3 separate regions of the Mus musculus genome follow, and regions 1 and 3 are each linked to region 2. A link is a contact called in public Hi-C data. All regions are on one chromosome and are shown on one strand. Each heading gives the region's core, a stretch centred on a gene start, on an enhancer-like site or on the middle of the called end of the contact. The rest is flanking DNA. Distances are from core to core; before and after follow the strand shown.

Evidence for each region. A called contact is a pair of places that touch in the nucleus more often than the background predicts.
Region 1: a Hi-C map of cerebral cortex shows a contact between it and region 2, with 3 times the contacts expected there. The contact joins the enhancer-like site here to the promoter of Pcp4 in region 2. A contact is called at or near these places in 9 of 39 promoter capture datasets (the C10 cell line, the HPC-7 cell line, cranial neural crest and 4 more), 8 of 484 Hi-C or Micro-C datasets (the N1E-115 cell line, centrocytes, cerebellar granule neurons and 5 more), 3 of 115 datasets of contacts at active chromatin or transcription factors (the 230-238 cell line, large pre-B cells and oligodendrocyte precursor cells) and 5 of 9 other capture datasets (adipose tissue, embryonic stem cells, liver and 2 more).
Region 3: a contact with region 2 is called in a Hi-C map of Sertoli cells, with 2.7 times the contacts expected there. The contact joins the enhancer-like site here to the promoter of Pcp4 in region 2. A contact is called at or near these places in 15 of 39 promoter capture datasets (the 3T3-L1 cell line, the C10 cell line, the HPC-7 cell line and 10 more), 45 of 484 Hi-C or Micro-C datasets (the 63-12 cell line, the AML12 cell line, the AtT-20 cell line and 32 more), 9 of 115 datasets of contacts at active chromatin or transcription factors (the 230-238 cell line, VIP interneurons, bone marrow-derived dendritic cells and 5 more) and 4 of 9 other capture datasets (adipose tissue, liver, macrophages and 1 more).

The regions. Positions count from the first base shown.
Region 1 is chr16:96,632,655-96,636,804 of GRCm38.p6, forward strand. All of the region lies in intron 27 of Dscam (DS cell adhesion molecule), which reads right to left. Among named protein-coding and RNA genes, the nearest start is that of Gm32509, 84 kb to the right of the region's middle. Within about 2 kb of position 1,622, at least 12 of the 459 cell types and tissues checked have an H3K27ac peak or open chromatin away from gene starts, as enhancers often do. A contact at or near this core is called in cerebral cortex, hippocampal neurons and pancreatic islet, where this site is marked.
Region 2 is chr16:96,466,022-96,470,178 of GRCm38.p6, forward strand. It overlaps Pcp4 (Purkinje cell protein 4), which reads left to right and starts at 1,585. Exons shown (of 3, transcript NM_008791.3): 1 at 1,585-1,769. The coding sequence starts at 1,761.
Region 3 is chr16:96,597,444-96,601,865 of GRCm38.p6, forward strand. The region is part of intron 32 of Dscam (DS cell adhesion molecule); the gene reads right to left. Among named protein-coding and RNA genes, the nearest start is that of Gm32509, 120 kb to the right of the region's middle. Within about 2 kb of position 1,983, at least 6 of the 459 cell types and tissues checked have an H3K27ac peak or open chromatin away from gene starts, as enhancers often do. A contact at or near this core is called in Sertoli cells, where this site is marked.

The DNA.
Region 1 (4,150 bases), core at 372-2,871, 170 kb after region 2:
AGCACAGTGTTGCTCAATGGGAGCTTCCATGGTGACTCCAACACATTTTCCATTCTACACTGCCCCACCCCCAAACCCCGAACTTGCAACTTCTCCAAGTTCCTCCTGTTCCGCAGCTATGGGTTCTCTCTGCTCCCTCCTGGATCCAGCAGCAATTGACACCAGAGCTCTTCTAGTTGCCTACAGCTGAATCTTCCCACGTGCCCACCCATTTAAATGCCTATATTCTTTTTCTTCTTCTTCCTCTTTATCTCTTGAGTACAGCCCAGTCCGTAAGTAGGGAAGTGGCCCAGAGACTTTTTCAGGGCACTCTTTTGTTGCTGTTTTGAGATAGGGTCTTGCTATATGGCCCAGGCTTGGTTCAGACTCCTGATCTTGCCTTGGGCCTTTCCAGTGCTGGGATCCCAGGTGGGTACCCTCTCACCTGGCTTTCTGAACCTACAGCTTTCCCCTCTGGTACTACAATTCTTGATGCACTTTCTACCTATCCATAGTGATGGGACCATCAGGATCCATCATCCACAAGCCACTCAGATGGTATCACCACTCCCGTGTCTGGGTTGAGTGTTCCCTTCTTGAGTTTAAATGCTCTAAAATTCTCAAGTACTTCTCAGAGGGCCTGATTTCTACTTAATTTCCTACTTAGGACTCTCTTTTATGAAAAGCTTGGGGTTTCATAGTGTCCTTTATTCAACCAGCCTGAGTACAGACACTGGCAGGATTTTTAATTTTTTTTTTATTCTCTTCCTACACACTTATGAGAGTACCATATCCATTACTGAAGTTGAAAATGAATTTTTACAACTTCTATAGAAGACTTTACATTTCTACTGGTTGAATTTTATCTTCTTGGCTGCAGCCTTTCAAAGTCTCATGATCTCTGGATTCTTCTTTCTGATTCCTGCCTTCATTCCCACCTGTGTGAACCTCGTACCACAGTTTGCTTAGCCTTTCACAGGGCTCATCACAACTTGCTTATCAATCAGCCCTGTCAAAACAGAGTGGGTCTGCCCAGACTTCTGCTGGCTCCTTTCTTAAGCTTATATTAACTTACTTCAAACTAGAAGGCTCTGAATTAATTAATTTTTGAATGGGTGGATATTGCCTATCACCTAGCATCTCTCATTGGCCTTTGATTAGTCTAAGGTTATCCACAAAAATTTGGGGATTATGTATGGGAAGGTCTTTGCTTTGAAACTTCAAATGGTCTCAGAACTGGAAGCCTGTGGTGACCCTATTCCCGATCTTTTCAGTGGCAGGAGTGGGGAGTCTTCAGTGAAATATCATAGATTAATTGATATCTATATTTTGCTCATTGTCTTTTGGGACATGTTTTATGTCAACTCTAGAAAACCAACTCCCTCCCCACAACCTTGCCTACTGCAAAGGTTTGGGGAAAAATAGCAAGCTAATCAGGGCTCCGGTAATTGTTAAACATTTTGAGCTTTCCCTGTCTCTGTCTCATCTCATTTGATTTCCTTCTTTCCTTTCCTTTTAATTCCCTTCCCTCCCTCCATTTCCTCCTTTTTATAATCCCTGGTCCTGCTGTTCTGGTTCAAATAGCTCTCCTCCTGCCGCACACCAGAGCAGAGCAGATGTTGAGTGGCTTTCCTTCCACCTGCCATCTGTTCTGTGAGAACATCACCCAGAGCTCAGCTCTTCCTGCTCAAACACAGCCAAGCAGGCCTGGGCATAGTTTTCTACATTTTCACATATTTCAGACATAGACATAGACTGGGTGACATATCTCCTGAAGTCCGTGGCCACTTCTGCACACTCCTCTTGTCTCCTCTCATATTCTGTTGGGTAAGTAGTGATAGAGAAAGTCCACCAGGCTGGTCTGGCAACAGAGTATTTTCCAGCTCCCAAATGATACAGGGAAGACTAGAAGACAATGACAGAGATCACGGTGACCAGGTGTCACGGGTCATCTGCTTGTGGGGAACAGTTTCATGTGTGTGGTGTGGTGGAGAACTATGAGGGTCTGGCAGTAGGCAGGGAGCCATGTGGCTGAGTATATGATACTGGCTGGCTTCCAAGTAGTCAATGGCAAAAGTACTCTGGGAGAGGTATGGTAGATATTCAAGTCACAAATTATATATCAATGTGTCAATAAAATTAGGGATCATATGACAAAGAGTGATGAGGTAAAAAATGAATTAACCCAGGGTTTTTGAAGATGGGAATGACATTTATTATATGCCTTTGATAGCATGCTCACTTCTTCTGACTCCATGAGTCATTGCTAGTCATTAAAACCTTACTTGTGCTTACCCTGACAGCCTGTCTCTTATTTGCATATATTTGCATATGCCAAGTTTCTTGGGAGGATGGGGGTTGGAACAGTGACCTGGGCTCTCTTCTTCCCTTTTCTCAATGTTACTTTGGAAACATTTATCTTTCCAGCCTTTAGTTTTCAAGTCTACAATATGGACAATGCAAAGCTCACACCCTATCAGGACCCCTGGTGCTGAGAGACTAAAACAGGACTATGGGAGCTCGTTCTAGAGGTATGCAGTTCTGACAGTCTAGGAGAGCTATACCAGGTGCTTCAGGAACATCACAGCTTGGTCTTGTTCAGTATTTACATATTAAATACTGAAGACCATTGCTCTCCTCCTGGTTCTGCGAATATGTGAAAGAGTATACCAGTGGGTGTGTATGGTGTCATGGAGTGCTCCATCCAGGCTCTTGCCTGCAACCTAGCAAGGCTTTCTTACAAGGCTAAGCAGCTTTAAAAACATATAAATGGTTCAGAGAAAGAGAGAGAGAGAGAGAGAGAGAGAGAGAGAGAGAGACAGACAGACAGACAGACAGACAGACACAGACAGGTACACACACACACACACAGACAGAGAGAGACATACAGATACACACAGACACACACAGACAGGTACACACAGACACACACAGACAGAGAGAGACATACAGATACACACACACACATACACACACACACACACACACACACACACACACACACACACACACACACAGAGTGCTGGCATTCATAGTCTCTGGTCTATGTTTGCTCGTCTAAAGCTCTTGAGGAAAATGGCATGTGCTTAGACTAACCTCTGCTGTGAAGTCACCTGTACCCCCCAAGAGCAAAAAAGGAAACCATCTATGGACAACAGATCCCACTTTGCTGCTCCCCTCACCAAAAGCTTCTATCTGAAGGCTCCCCACTGTCAGCCCTACTTCTCTCTGAGACAGGAAAGGATATTATAAAGCAGCTATTTTTTGCAATGGCTGTAAACCTGCATTTAGGTTTTTTTTTTTACAAGATTCCAGCCAGAACTTCCAATCACCTCATGCTTGCATGGAAGAAGATTTTAAAGCTAAGGAGAAATAAATGTCCTCAGAGACAGACATCCATGCTCGTGACCCAAGAAAATTGGAAGAGCAAACAAGGGCAGGGCAGAGCATCCTGGCAAGCCAGGCAAAGCTCCAGAGACAGCCGGGCATTCATAGTGCCTGTCCTGGACTGCCCATTCTTGTGTTCAGCTCACCAGCTGCCCTTGCTCCACCTCCATCTCATCCCACTGCTTACTTGTTCTGCACAACCTCACACAGAAACTCAGCTCTACCCATTTCTGCTCTGACAACTGTAGGGAAGAGGAGAGAAAGAAAGGGAAAGGATAGGAGGCAGGGGGTGGAGTGAAGGAAGAGAGGCTGAAAGAAGAGAGAGAAGGAAGGACTGGAGGAAGACAGAAGATAAAACAAGTTTTCATAGTAAAGGATACTGATTGTGTGTGTGTGTGTGTGTGTGTGTGTGCATGCACACACACACATGAAAGTGTGCCCTGAGTGCTAGCTCTAAGGTACAAGTACATGCATGTGTGTGCACGTGTGTGCACATGTGTGCATGTGTGTACATGTATTATGAAGCTTGAAGAAGCTCTTAGGGTTTGCTTCTCAGTCACTATTCATCTGTCCATCATTTTCTCTTGAGGTCTGGTTTTTCACGGGCTGGAGCTTGACCAGAAGGGTGGCTGTTCACTGAGTCCCAGGAATCTGCCTGTTCCCACCTCCGCAGTGCCAGGATTATTGTCATTTTTTAAAAAAATGTAGCATCTGGGGATCCAACTGAGGTCCCCATGCTTCTGAAGTGGGTACTGAACTGAACATCCCTCAGTCCTGATGCTGT
Region 2 (4,157 bases), core at 335-2,834:
ACATCCAGTGCTTCCACTTGGAAGACATGATGTCCATGACAGTGGTTCTGGCTTAGGTTAGGGACCCATAGGAGCTGTGGGTGAAGCTCTTGTCTTCCTCTCCCTGTTCTCTCACACCCCGACATGTGCACACCCCTACATGTGTGTACTACAGTTTCTGGCCATGCCCTTTCCATTTGGAGACACACAGAGGATGCCATGATGTTAGAACTTGGAACAGAAAGCTGGCAACTCGGGAAGGAGAATGCAGCTGAGCCGAGAAGAGGGAATCAGTAGACGGGGGTGTCGTGCAGGTCTTTCTGGGTACAGGAGGCACTGGGACAGGTATTGGGGGCACCAAGGAAGGTTTGGGGGGCCCTCAACATGGTCTTGCTAGTCATGTTGATATTCACCATGATCAGCTGGGGCATACACTCTAATGCTGCTTATCTGGCAGACACCACACTTCCAGGCTCACAAGGTCTGGACTGAGAGGTATAAAAAGGAGCTGCTTTCCCCAATGGCTCATCAGGGCCAAAGTGAGGAGACCTTTTATGGGGTCCTGTCCCTAGGTGGGGCTGTCACAACCCTAAGTGAAAACAGATGTTTTCTCTCATGTCACTGCCAAGTGGGATTCAAGACTGCTGGACTCCAAAGGTCACTACAGACATGTCCTTCCACTCTAGGGTCCAAGCAGACAGACAGATTGGGGGGGGGACTCTAAACAGAGGGTGGTCAACTCTAAAGTCTGAAGCTGGTGCCCCCAAAGGGGGCCGGGAACAGCTGGGAGCCCAGAGGGATAAGAACCACTCCATACAAAGTTTCCCATTGCTCTTCAATGAGAAACAGAGTCTGTCAATTATAGACATGTAAGATACAGTCCCAGAGGGTGTGAGTCCTGCACCTCCCAGTCCATCGGCAGGGGCAGTCCTGTGACCATCAGTGTGCCTGTGACTGTTATGTTTCTCTCTCCTTTAAATTAAAAAAATAAAAATAAATAAAACCTTCCAAAGCAACAGGTTTCCTTGTGGCATTTCAAACGTCTTGAGTTTCAGTTGGCTGTCCCCACCCCTTCTTCTCCACCATTTCTTGCCCCTCCTCCCCATTTATTTCTTTCTATCCCCAGTATTCCCTGTTCAATCTCATATCACAAGTCGTAGTTTACCCTCCCCACCCCCACCCCTTGAACCCACCCTCATTCAAATAAACACATCAGTAAAAAGTTGAAGTCAGGATCTCCATATGAGCAGGGAAATTTGTCCTTCTGAGTCTGGCGTACCTCACTTGCTGTAATATTTCCCATTTTCTTCCATCTTGCTGCAAATGTCATGATTTCCCCCCTTCCCCCGTTTTTTAATGGCTTAAAATCTTCTATACTGCAGCTTGATTATCCTTTTGACTGCTGATGGGCATCTAGAACGAGTCTCTTTCCTTGCTATTGTGACCTGATCAGCCATGATCATGGATGACCAAGTATCTCTGCAGCAGGGTATAGAATCCTTTTAGGGTGGATGCTTTGGTGTGCAGCAAATTCCTTGGTTCCTGGATGGAAACGGAGCAGAGACCTGCCACGCAGTTCCACTGTGCTCCACTAGGTGGCTCTTTGCGCTCTCGGATGTCTGCAGGCGTTCAGACAGGTGAATGCCTCTCATTGGTTGGCGGGAGGCATGATGCCACCCAGCAGCTCTTTTTAAGAGAAAAGCCAGGACCAGGGAAGCAGCCACCCCTGAGCATTGCCTTCTGAGCTGTTCTGTGGGACCTAGCTGCGGAGTCAGGCCAACATGAGTGAGGTGAGCAATCCTTCCACTCTCACAGGGAAACCGCAGAGTGAGAAGGCTCTGCCCCTGTGGGATTCTCAGAAACCCAAAAGGTGCCCAGTGGGGCTGAGGGGTAGATGGATCCTGTTATTATTTGCTTTGAGCATAGGCTGTCTTGATAGCTTTGTTTGAATGCAGTGTAGAAATTTGCTAAGTTTGCAACTTTTGAAATTAGCCTTAGAAAGAGAAAGGGATGTAGGTATATTGTTTCTGATCTATGACTTAGGATTTTGTACCTCTGAAGAGAAAGCCAGTTATTTGATTCTTTCATGAATATTTGTGCTTTCTCCAGGGAGTGCGTCCTCACGTGTTTCCTTGGGATACAATCTGAATGTTAGCAGACAGTGCTAGCCACCTGGGAAATCCGGTCTCAGAAAAGAGGTGGGGAAGGGGGTTAGGATTTGTGCCTAAGTGCAGCTCTTGCAGAATCATTGTCTGTGACAGGGCTTGCAGTTAATCAGTTAATCAGAGCCCTGGAAAACATTCGGAGTCCAAGCTTGAGTGTGTGTGTGTGTGTGTGTGTGTGTGTGTGTGAGAGAGAGAGAGAGAGAGAGAGAGAGAGAGAGAGAGAGAGAGAAACTGCTACCTCTGAGGCATCAGGGAGTGTTGGCAAAAGAGCTCATTTTAAACCCAAGACCCTTTTCTGATTAAATGTATATAGAATATACAAGCTGGTGGCTTGCATATTTTTCTTTTAAAAAGCAACTGTAATCTCTCCCACAAGATTTGGGGTTACACAGTGCTATCCTCTTCAACTAGATGCCCAGCCAAGTCTGTTTTCATTTCCTCTCACTTGATACTTAATTACTGTGAAAGATCTGTTATCTTCTTTGTATTTTATTTAAAAAAAATGTTTGACAGATGGGTGATCTTTTTTTGGAAGTCTAGAGTAGAATTAACAACTTCAGAAATCAAATGTCTCCTCGCAGCTCCTCTCTCCTCTATGGACAGCTTTGGATCCAAACAACAGGCAGAAGGGCAAGGTGGTGCAGCACCCAGGCACAGGACTTGGGAGAGAGCCAAGAGCTTGGGGGAGGAGGAGGGTGGATCTGGGCTGGGAGATGGGAGTCTCCTGGCAACCCTGGGAACAGAAGCCACAGTGACAGCCATTGGTTGCCTCATGGTGTAAATGCTGAGAGCAGTGCCAAGCACTCCCACATGTGTCCCCTTCTGTGAGCCTCTCCATATCCTGGGCAGTCGGTGACAGAGGAGGAAACTGAGGCACAGGGAAGTGGACCAACCGATTCAAGACCGCCAGCTAGATCTGGGGCTAGCCTTGTCACACTGAAGTAGTTGGTACCTGGTGCCTGGCTCTGTCCAAATAAATGAGTGTGGGGCTCTGGAACAGCTGGAAAGGGTGGGGCAGAAGGAGGTAGAGAATCCAGGGAAAGCAAGCAGGGCTCTGAAGACCAAGGGCATTGAGGACAAGGTCTCTTTTCCTTTACATGTTGGGGGAGGGGCTTCCCTCTGGGTTCGTTAATCTTTCAGAAGCGCAAGGTTTATGGACACCTCACCTTGCTTGCAGGAAGAAGGGATGGCTGTGTGGACAGCTTTTCCCATTCAGAACTCAACAGATTCTCATCAAGAAGGAGCCTAGAAACGGCAGGCTCTGCAGACTGACCTCACAACAGGGACCCTCTCCTGTGTCCAGTCAGCGACATGCGACAGTGCCCTATCCCTCATTCTATGCTGAGGCTCATGTATAGAGAAGTCCTCCAGTGCCTCCTTGGTCACCCAGCTGAGCAGATGACTGTGTGGGTCTCCAGGGAAGAGCCTTGTCCCAGAGTTCAACCCACAGTTAGGGTCACAACCTCCTTTCTGTTGACCCTGTAACTAGGGCAGCCTCAAACTCCCTACAATGTTCCAGCTGTCCATGACTTAGTATCACAATCAGAGTGTGAATTCCTTAAATCCTGTGGGTAAAAGTCCTTAAGGCGCAGACCCTGGGTCTGTGTCCGCAGTCCTACACCCCAACTTCCCCTTGCACCAGGTTTGTCTTTTTCATTCCCACCGCTGCCCCTGAGCTCCCCCTGCTGGCTCATTTCCAAGTCCCTAGACCGCTGGTATTCTTTGGAGAAAAGAAATTTCTCCTTTGATTAAAACTTAAATCTGCTTTCAACATTTAATAAGAGGGACAAACAGCCAAGGAGCTGGGGAGGGCACCAAGTCCTGAAGTGTTTCTTTAGTTGAATGAACTACAAATGGCTTCCAGTGTTAATAACTCCCAGGCAGGATTGGAGGCACACTGTCATTAATGTGCTTGTATGAGTAGTTGCTGGTCAAAGCAGAGACATTGATTTCCCTCTGTCTGTCAGGGTTCTTGGGGGCTGGAACACGTGTGTGTGTGTGTGTGTGTGTGTG
Region 3 (4,422 bases), core at 733-3,232, 130 kb after region 2:
TTTCATCACAGGAGTTTAGAGGTGGAGGTCTATCAGAAGTACGATAGAGCCAATTAGTGGTCCCTGTGGACACAAGTCCAGGACTCTGAATGTGGCTTCATCCAGAGAAGTGGCCTTTGCAGATGGGATGAAGTTAAGTGACCGGAGAAATGATCATTTGGATTTAATATGGGCTTTAAATCCGATGACGTGTGTCTCTATATAAGAGCCAGGCAGAGGAACGTGGGTGGTGCAGAGACACAGCGGGGAGAGCCATGAGGGGATGGAAGCCGAGCCAGAGTGGTGTGGCCATAAGCCCAGGGGTAGCCTGGAGTCAGCAGAGCTGGGGTTGGCCATGAATGTGCTCTTACCTAGAGCCCTCAGAGGAACATGTGTCAGCTGGTGTCTTGACTTTGAACTTCTGGTCTCTAGAACTGCGAGAGAATAAATCTGTTTTAAGCTCCCAAGTTTGTGGTGACTTGTCACAGCAAGCCTGGGAAACTGATACCTTTTCTTTATTGTCTGTGATGGGCTTAGGGTCTCCCCATCAGCAGACACGATCCCTCCTTTCCCATTACTCATATCTGCCTCCTCCAGCCTAGGGAAGAGAAAAGGTTGAAGAAGCTATAGAAAGTTCTTGATAATACTGGGAGCCCAGAGAAGCTCAGCTGGAGCTGGTGCTGGTGCCATCTGCCATCCTTCCTTCCTCCTCTGTCAAACCCAAGCCATGGCCCCTTGCCTGCTCTCCTACCCTGCAGAAGCAGACCCTGTCGATCTGGCTCCAAAAACAACCCAGAGCTTAGCAGTGAGGACTCAGTGGATCTGACTTCCTGCAGCTCCTCTAACTCCACCACTGGAGGAAATACATCCCATGCTGGTCAGCCAGGATCCTCTGAGTTGCCCCTACTTGAAAGCACCAGCAGCCAGCAAAGCAAGAGCCCTTTTGCTCTGAACTCCATATACGTACCATGGATTATATACCAGGGTGCCACCTCTGGCAGGTACATACACCCTGGACATCCTGTGTGTGGAATCTGTTGCTGAACAAACCTCAGAGTCAAAGCGCAGTCCTCACACTGTCTGTAGAGAGCCAGGCTGCAGTCTGCACCGTGGCTTTGGGGTAAGTGGTGTTAGTCATTTAGAGAGAGATCAGGAAAGCAGAAAAACACCCATTCTAAGTGAAGAGGAACATCTGGCCTGCATTCTATTCCCTACCCTCCATCTCCTTTGTCTCTGCTCACCCCACTGCCTACATTGTTTCTAGCTTCCCCCCAAGTTTCTTCAACCAAGTGAATGCCTCATTCCCAAGCCAAGCAGGAACCCAGGCTTGATGGAAGAGACTTATTGGAGTCCCAGCTGGGCCTCTGAAACACAATCCATGATTGAATCGGGCAACTTTGAAGCACACACCTGCACACTCATCAAGACCCTTTGCCCTCTGCTCTTGGAGTCCACACCTCTGTGTCGGCAAAGCAATGGGACAGTAGGAAGCTGAGGCAGAGGTGAAGATGCTGAGCATATGGTAGTGTGTGAGGCTGGGCTGGGTGGGATAGGGTGTGGTGACAGCCAGGGACTGGATGAGAGGCAGTCAAAGGAGAGAAGGGACAGTAGAGGACAGAGATGACAGAGATGGATACATGCAGGAAGATGGAAGCAGAAGGCAAGTAGAGGAAACACAGCCATAGAGAGATGAGAATTAAAGGTGGGGGTAGAGGAAAGCCATGGAGAAGACAAGCCTCTTGTGACTCATGGGACACCGGGGAGGTGAGTGTGATAGACCTGTGCACTACACTCGTGGAATACCCCCCTCTTAACTTCAAAGATATTGCAAGACCACCTGAATGACACACACTTGTTCTAGGCACTCCTTCTTACATTCCCCCCACCCCGTCTTGTTACAGATGATAAATGGCACCCACCACTGCCCTTCTGGGAGGAGCCCAGGCCTTGGATTTGACTCACATTTCAAGGGAGGAGGGCAATTTAGCTATTAACTCAATGCTGTGTGTTATTTTCTGATACAATGTTTCATTTTTCATCCCCTGCTGCAGACCTCTGGGGACCTTCGGTGACAGTAATGTTTCTGAAAGTCCAGATTAAGTAAGCTGGCATCGATTTCTCCCCTTCTCCTAACTAGTCAGCATACAGATGTAATTACTGCCTCCCTGATCCCTCCTAGACATGAATCCTGCTACTACAGCCTCTCATCCATCAGCACCTAAGGCTCAGAGCCTGTCATCCTCCACCAAGGAAGGGGGCAGTCAGGCCCTGTCTGTCCTGATGGTGTGCAAGCTGCTCTATGCAAATGTTGCCTCCTTTTAGCTAAAAACTTCTTGAGCTTTCCCAATCTATTCAGGGTCATACACAAAGCCTGGTGTGTCATATCTGGAAAGGGGAGGGCAAAAATCCATCAGAATGCTTACAGAAGTCCTGGAGTGTGAGTCAGTCTTTCCACCTTGTCCCTGTCCCCTGACCCCACGACCAGTTGTCATACACCATACAATCAGAAGTATCTGGTTTTGGCCAGTCACTGAGGTTGACCTCACCCCTGGGGATATGTGACATTATTATTATGGGGGAGGGGCCAGGGAGGAAAGCTACTAGCATCTATGGGCCAAAGAGTGGCAGGTTATCAGGACCCGCAGCACCACAGATAGCCACCCTGCCTCAAGTATTGATGTCACTGCTGTTAGGAGCTATCAGTGTAAATGGTGAAAGTTCACAAAATTGTAAGCAGGCCCTTCTTACCTTCTGGTTCTACATGGAACATACTGAACTCAACCTGTGTAGGATGCTACTGTTTACAGTGTACCAGCCCATGGGAACTTGACCTTCCTGGAAGACCATGGGAAGATGGGTGAGTCATACAGTGGTCAGAGCCAAAACCCAGGTGTTTTTGTCCCAGTGACTCTGGTGAGGTGGTTGCTGAGTGAACTGGAAGGGTCAGCGTTTGCAAGTTCACACTCATCTCTCCTCTGCTTCCAAACAGCTCTGGGACTCCCCCCCCCCCCACCCCATACAGGGGCATTTACCCTGCTGGAGCACCATAGTCCAGGGCAGGGGCAATGAAATGTCTTCAGGCTTTCAGCCTGACAGAGTCATATGTACTAAGCTGTCTCACCTATAACATGGGTAAAGTATATCTGCTCTGGAAATTGTAGGGCTAGCGTGTCTTGTGGAAGAAATAAATTCATGCACTTTCAGGACTGGGCATCACGGACATACTGTACTCTGAAGCTGACTTTCCTTTTTCTTCTTCAATACCTTGTTATCCAGGATCCAGGAAGCTACATAAACACTGTCCCAAATTCGTGGAAAAGCTAAGTGTACCACAGTTCTCAGGGACACAAATTGCCTCCTGGGAGTCATAAAAGGCACCTTTCATCAATTTCTAACAAGGTTTTGATGTCTGTGCTTGGAGGCAGTTGGATATTGATGCAGAACTAAGCAGCAGAGGGCATGTAGACCTAACAGTTTCAGTGATGATCATGGAGATGAGCCTTGTAACATTATAGCTAAGGAGCTTGTGATGGAAGGCCACTGTGGACTCTGCCCTCAGCTCGGGCAGACGGGATCTAACACGTTCTTAGTTTAATATTAATGCCACACCACGGTAATAAAAACCCTTGTAAACCGATCTCTCTGTAAACGAGTCTTCGCTCCCAAACAGCGATGAGGAAAAACACTAAATAAATAATGTGACATTAATATCAGAGGGCCCAGCGTTTGGGCTCGGTTACTGTTCTTGGCTTGCGGTTTGGAGTCTTCATGCATTTTTAAGAGTACATTGATATTGTGATCTTCCTATGTGCTGATGGATTTTACAAACTACACTGAGGTGTGGGGTAGGACTTTGACTTGGTCACAGTTCGATAGTCTTCAGTAGTAAAGTAGTTTATATCATATTGGGATCAGAAACTCTTATTTGGATGAGGGTACTGGATTTCTTACTGGGAACACTGGGAAGGGATGTGAGATTTTAAGACAGACCTACCTCTCCCAAGAGGCCCTCTCAGGAAGCACACACTGGTAGCCTGGGCTAGGGGCTTGTACTTGCTCAGTGTTACAAAGCAGGTTAACAGTCTCAGCTCCCAACCACAGCAAACAAAATGACAGACTTAGGTCCACCCCACAGCAGGAGCTGAGTTAAGGCAGAACTAACCCAGGGTATCAGGGGCCAAGAGTTGGAGAATGGAAAGCAGAGGTGAAGCTGGTGGGGAAGATGAGGGGTTGATTCTTCAGTGTCTTGCCCACTTCTATCTCTAGAGAGGTAGAGAGCCATAGAAAGTATTAGCTGTTACATTTCTTGAAATTATGTCTTGTTTTTTTTTTTTTCCCTGTTGGGGATCTGGGATGCATTAGAATATGAAATTGGTAGAAGCCACATGGAACCATGTTAAAAGACAGTATTCTCCATTCTTGTCTCTACAGAATATTCTGTAG